Regions from separate parts of the Ovis aries genome. Here region 1 is linked to region 2. The links are chromatin contacts, called in public Hi-C maps. All regions are on one chromosome and are shown on one strand. Each heading gives the region's core, a stretch centred on a gene start, on an enhancer-like site or on the middle of the called end of the contact. The rest is flanking DNA. Distances are from core to core; before and after follow the strand shown. Region 1 has its middle 18 kb from the start of RPUSD4. Region 2 overlaps CDON (cell adhesion associated, oncogene regulated).

The links. A called contact is a pair of places that touch in the nucleus more often than the background predicts.
Region 1: a Hi-C map of omental adipose tissue shows a contact between it and region 2, with 3 times the contacts expected there. The contact joins two enhancer-like sites. A contact is called at or near these places in 2 of 16 Hi-C or Micro-C datasets (omental adipose tissue and skin fibroblasts).

The regions. Positions count from the first base shown.
Region 1 is chr21:27,003,131-27,006,047 of ARS-UI_Ramb_v3.0, forward strand. No RefSeq gene overlaps it. Among named protein-coding and RNA genes, the nearest start is that of RPUSD4, 18 kb to the right of the region's middle. Within about 2 kb of position 1,546, at least 2 of the 54 cell types and tissues checked have an H3K27ac peak or open chromatin away from gene starts, as enhancers often do.
Region 2 is chr21:26,853,921-26,857,215 of ARS-UI_Ramb_v3.0, forward strand. The region is part of intron 2 of CDON (cell adhesion associated, oncogene regulated); the gene reads right to left. Among named protein-coding and RNA genes, the nearest start is that of CDON, 28 kb to the right of the region's middle. Within about 2 kb of position 1,486, at least 5 of the 54 cell types and tissues checked have an H3K27ac peak or open chromatin away from gene starts, as enhancers often do.

The DNA of each region.
Region 1 (2,917 bases), core at 296-2,795, 150 kb after region 2:
AGAGACAAAGCTGCCAGTGTCCCCCATGCCCGGGGCGTTCCTCTCTGCCCTCCCACCTGCTCTAACTCCCCTTCCATCTCCTGCACCAAACAGCACCCCTGATGGCAGATAAACTGCTCAGGGATGAGTGATGCCGGGTGCTGAGTGAACCCGCTCAGAGGATGAGAAGGAAAGAACGCTTTTGATAGAGCAAACTCATCCCTCCTCCTCTGATTCCAGAAAGGACTTGATGCCAGATCTTGGGGATTCCTTTAGCCCTGGCATCTTGGGCTTCTGACCTTCAAATCAGAAATCCAAGAGTCCTGGCTTCATATCAGCACCTACAGATCAGCCGCACACCTCTCAAGGGATCCACAGCCCTTCGGGGACTGCCCGTGACGCTGTGCTCTCCCTCGAATCTACCCAGTTCCTGGCTGGGGGCAGGGGAGGGGGCTTGGCTGGGGGTGACCGCAGTGTCCTCCACTTCCAACACGGTCTCCAGCTCCATCTTTAGTGGGCCATCCAGTTTGGGGCATGCCGGTGTATTTACTCTGTTCTCAGGGTGATCCCTGAGCTACACTGTAGTCTCCTCACATCCCCTCCTGGGGGACTACCTGCTCAGTCACTGCCCGGCAACTCCCAGAGCCAGCCTGACTCCAGTCTTTCTGGAAATAAGGAGTCAACTTCCTTTCCTATGTCTCCCCTAAACCGTAGTAAGTTTGCAAGTGTGCAGGGCCAGGCTGGGCATTGCTGGTGAGCAGTGTAGCTGAAGGTGGAGACCTCGCCCAGTCCTGTGCTGTAGAAAGAACAGCACAGTCAGGGCTATTCTTCATCCCCTGGGACTCTGGGGGATGACTCCAGCATTCTTGCCTGGGGACTCCCTTGGACAGAGGAGCCTGGCAGGCTACCATCCCTGGGGTCGCAAAGAGTTGGACACGAAGCGACTTAGCACGCATGCATGCGAATAAGTTAACTCATGCAAGAGGCTCTGTGCAGGCAGCAGGCATTGGTGTTGCGGGTACTCAGGCTCTGGGAGCTCCAAGGAGGAGGGACAGAGACAGAGATCAGCCTTGGGTGTGTGACCGCAGGCCCTCTGCCTACTCGCTCTCTTCCTCTGGCTTTTCTTCTCTAGGCTGGTGAAGTAGAAGGATAGGGGAAAATCTGGTTTATGAGTCCAGAAGAAAAAAAAACAGGGGAACTTCTGGAAAATTCTGTAACTTTAGACAGGAAAACGGCCAGACTTCTCCGACTGGGCCAGGATGAACTGGCAGCCGTTCAGGCCTGGCTATAGGAGGTGTGTGTGTGTGTGTGTGTGTGTGTGTGTGTGTGTGTGTGGCCTGGCTATAGGAGGTGTGTGTGTGTGTGTGTGTGTGTGTGTGTGTAGCCCAGGCCACATCCAGGGGAACCCATGGCTCTCTCCCTCTGCTTGTCCTTCTGCCCTCCATCTCTCTCCCTCCCTGTTCTCCCATCTCCTCCCCCAACCAGTGAGCGTGGGAAGCTCAGGAGGTAGTGCCCCTTGAGTGCAAGCGTGCAGGGCCAAGCTGGGCATGGCCTTCGAGGAGTATAGCTGAAGGCGGAGGCCCCTCCCAGCCCTGCGGTTCCTGGTTCCGAAGGGAAGGTTCTCTCCTCTGTTTTTCAGATCCCGTGCTTCCTGTAGGAAGCAGTCACCACCTGCCCCTTAGAATCAAGCGGGTTTGGCGCCCCCGCCCCGCCCTCCCACTGCCTCACTCCCCCTCCAGGGAGGGTGTGCGGACAGGTAATGATGGGCCCACAATTGGGACACAGGCTGGGGGAGTGGGACCAGGAGCCCAGAGCAGCCCAGAGGCTCCTGTGGAGACGGGAAAGGGGCAATGAAGGCAAGCTGGGCTCACCGTGGAAGCCGAGCTGGAGAGGAGATTGCTGCCTGCAGCCCGGGCCTGGCCCTCACCTCCTGCGCCCTCTCTGACCCTGTTGCTCACATCAAAGTGGGGACCCATCCCCTCGCTTGCTCCCTGAATGGTCCAGGTCATGGCTCCTGGCTCCTTGAAGCTGCTGATGGACAGATGGTAATAGCTCCCAGAGTGTTGAGAGATGGGCTCCGAGTTAGCACAGTCCCGGCCCATAATCAGAGCTGCTGCTTGGGGCTCCCTGCCTCCCGCTCATGCATCCGCACTCGCCCCGGGACAGACTGGTCAGCAGGCGTTGGGAAAAGGGGGTGCCCGGTCTGCTTTAATGCTGGGGTTCAGGGTCCACAGATGCAGGTGCGGGGTGTGGAAGAGGCAGGAGCCTGAGGACTCTGAAACCCATTTCAGAAAGGCTGTAGGGAGTAGTGGGGGCAGGGAAGAAAGGAGGGGCAGCAGCCTCTCACACATGTCGGCTACCTGAAGCGCATCAGTGCAGCCCCAACTTCCAAACCTGCCATCTTTATTTCCTCCCATTATTTATCAAATCACATTTTATCGGCCTGCTTTTATTAGTCAAAATCATACTAATCACTAATCATACATATCACTGAGTGCTTCTGATCAACAAAGAGATTGCAATTTTTTACTACGATGCATTGGGCCAAAATAAAAGCAGCCAACTGCTAAGCATGCTTGACATTTCAGCTGAGCTCTGCAACCACGTGGTGGGTAAATGAATATTTCCATTAGGCTTTTATTTTAAAGTGAAAAATTGAGCACAGCCATGACTTATAAATGAATGGAGCATGCCTAATATGGAAGGGGTCTTGTTAACAGAATTCACAGATAAATTCAGCTGTCTCTAGGCGATCTGGGAGGCAGACAAAGGTGGCCCTTCAACCCTGTGTACAGTTGGGAAGCCTGGAGGTGGTGGGGTGAGGAAGTAGCAAGACCCCTCCCGGGTAGGTTTAGGGAACTCAGAACTGCTAATACTTTTGAGAAACCAGCAAGAGAGGCCAGTGAGTCAGAGCAGAAGGTGTTTCTTCCCGAAAGGA
Region 2 (3,295 bases), core at 236-2,735:
TGAATATGCTATCTAGGTTGGTCATAACTTTCCTTCCAAGGAGTAAGTGTCTTTTAATTTCATGGCTGCAGTCACCATCTGCAGTGATTTTGGAGCCCCCCAAAATAAAGTCTGACACTGTTTCCCCATCTACTTCCCATGAAGTGATGGGACCAGATGCCAAGATCTAAGTTTTCTGAATGCCAAGCTTTAAGCCAACTTTTTCACTCTCCTCTTTCACTTTCATCAAGAGGCTTTTTTAGTGAGAGCTGTTATATCAACTGAATTCCATGTGATCTAGCTGTATTTTTATTCTTTCATTTGACTATTCATTCACAGATATGATTTCAAAAATCAGCAAACATACAGTAAGTACCTACTGTATACCAGGTACTATTGCCAGGCTAGAGATCCAAAGAGTGGTTATTTTGCTGACAAATTCCACTTCCCATATTCCTGCTTGGCCAGGACACAGAATTTGTAACTACAAAACACAACAAAATGTAAGGCCAAAGCTACATTAATGACATTTCAGTAGTGAGAATTCTACATGCATACTTATTTGTGAAAAGAAAGGTTAAGTCTAACCATCAATAAAACTGGGTATAGCAATACAAGGCATCTTAAGAATGTCTCTGAATAAATCAAGTACTTCTCAGGATCTGCTTGCTTCTTCTCTATACCACGGACTCCAAAATCTCCAAGTTGCAAACTCAAGTTCATCTACTATCAGTTCAAGAACTGCCCCTTTTTTTTTTTTTTTTTTTTAGGACTGCCTTTTAAATGCTTCCTTGATGAGCTCTTTTAAAAGTGGGAGAAAATACTACAGTACCACTCACTGGCAGAAAGGGCCAGCTGTGTGAAAGCCTTTTTTGGTTTATTTGAATTCTCCCCTGTTTCAAGGGCAAGGACTGACACACCGCTGCTAAGCAGTCAAGGCAAAGTAAACATTCAAACAACTTGTTAACAGCAGACACTTTCCTGAGACGATGAGGACAGGGAGGAGAGTTTCTTCCTTTTGCCAAATCCTTCCTCAACTATTTATTTATTGAAAAGCAGTGAAACAAACTCCAGAGTCAACTTTAACCCCAGCATGGGATCTAGTGAGTTACTTTACAGCTGTCCTTTAAAACGTCACAGCTCATTATTGCTACCTAAACACTATCACACAGGAATACGCCCATGTTTCTATGAGACTAACACTCCATCAGTTAATTTGGGCAGTTGGAAAGGAATTACAACCCTAACAGTTACTAAGTATTTGTTGACTTGGTTTATATTTATCCCTGGCAGGCCTGCTCAGCTTGTTAGAGAATTGCGATATTCAGAACAAGGACCTAGATTCTGTTGCCCTACTCATCAGGTAGCTTGAAATTATATTCAACAGCCACCAAGGGCAACCTAGGTCCAACCTCACAAACAAACATCCCTGACCACAAGAAGAGTAACAGACAGCCCAGTGCTGCTCCTTGAGTCCTGACCTAAAGATTAGCTGGTACCTCCTGAGTTTCAGGGCTTTCTCTAAGCCCTTCCCGCATGCCTACAGAGAAGGCAACTTGTCTTGCATTACAAACTGTACTTTTAAGCCATCCCAGGCTTAAGAGAATTTCTGTGGGCAAGGGAAAACTAAAGGTATGCCTGATCTCAGAATAAGAAAGGAAATAGTTCCCTAACATTTATTTAACTTATTGTTCAGGTTGTGAACTTGTTGCTTTTATAACCCCTTTTCAACACACTGCCAGAATAATCCTTTGGGAAAAGTCTTTCCTGAATTTCTAGATTTGATTCCTCTGTTTTTGAAGGAACGCCTCTGCTTTCCTAAGGATGATCAAAGCAGCCTCTCTGCATTATCCCCTCCCTAGAACTCCTATATCAGATGTTCTTAGAGTTTTCTTTGAGGCTTAGGGAATAACTGTGATTAATTTGTGAACAAAAAATTCGGCTTTGGGATCAGTACTGTTCTTCAAAACATAATATTCTTAGTTTTCTTTTTTAAAGGCATCTTCTTCTTCATAAAATAATAATTTCCTTCTTTTAAAAAAAAAGATAGATTCTTATTTTCAAACTATTTCAAAGCATCCTATTTCTGAACTGTGGAGAAAAAAAATGATATTTTGGCAATAACTAAACAAAAGAAAAAAATAAAGCAAGTCTACTTAAATTTTTTTATTAGATACTGCTTAATTCTGCACAATTTTGGTTACAGAAGTCAAAAACCTTTTCTTAAACCCATTGAACCACCTTGACCTTAATCACAAGTAACTGTAAATCTCCTCTCCAAGTTTTCTTCATTCTGAATATCTGAGTAATTTAGCTAAGCAAACAACATTTCCTGCACAGACTTCTCAGAGAATCTTACTTTTTCCAAGAAATATTCATTCAATCAATTAATTCCATATGGAGGGTATTGACTTGGGGCAAGATTCTGTGAGAGGTACAAAGATGAGGAAGATGAGGAAGGCATAATTTCTGAGCTATAGGATACTGCAGCCTAATTTGGAAAAGAGGGCTTGAATTAATTAACTCTGAAATAAAGAAAAATATAATAAGTAAATGAGAATGTAAAAGGTATTAAAAGAGTTCCAAGCAGAGGAATCCACCCTTCATTGGACAGACACTAAGTGCCTCCCTTCTCCAGGCACTGTGCTGTCCTGCGAACTCAGCTGGGGGCAAAACCGGCGGGACAACTGCCTTCCAGATGCTTCAAATCAGGTAAGGACAGGTGACAACTCAAGAAACCCTCCAATACCGATGCGCCCAACAGAACAATAAACTTGCTGCTTCAAGGTTACTGCATATTCTGGATGGCTTCTTGTTTTCTCGTTCTTTTTTAAATTATGAAAGCATGATAACACATTTACGGAAGACTTGGAAAATATGAAATAAAGTTACATACAGTTTCACTATATATTCTGATTAATTTTAAGTATTAAGATTTTTCATTGGAGTTTCAATATCAAACTCTCAAAAATTAACAGAATGAATATACAGAAAAGTAGGATACAGCAGACCTGAAAAGCACCATGAACCAATTCAACAGAATTACGATTTATTCAATTTTCACACAACAGCAGGATACAAATTCTACTCAAATTTCCAAAGACTGTAAACTAGGAGACACTGGAACATATCCAAGGATGTGAAACAAGACCCAAAAATTCCATGGTCTAAATATTGAAATCATACTGAGTCTGTTCTCTTATCACTGTGGAATTACGTTAGAAGTCAGTATCAAAAGATATCTGAAAATACCCGACATAGTTTCAAGTGCGATGTGACATTTACCAAGAGAGATCTTTGACTTGACCGTTGAAAT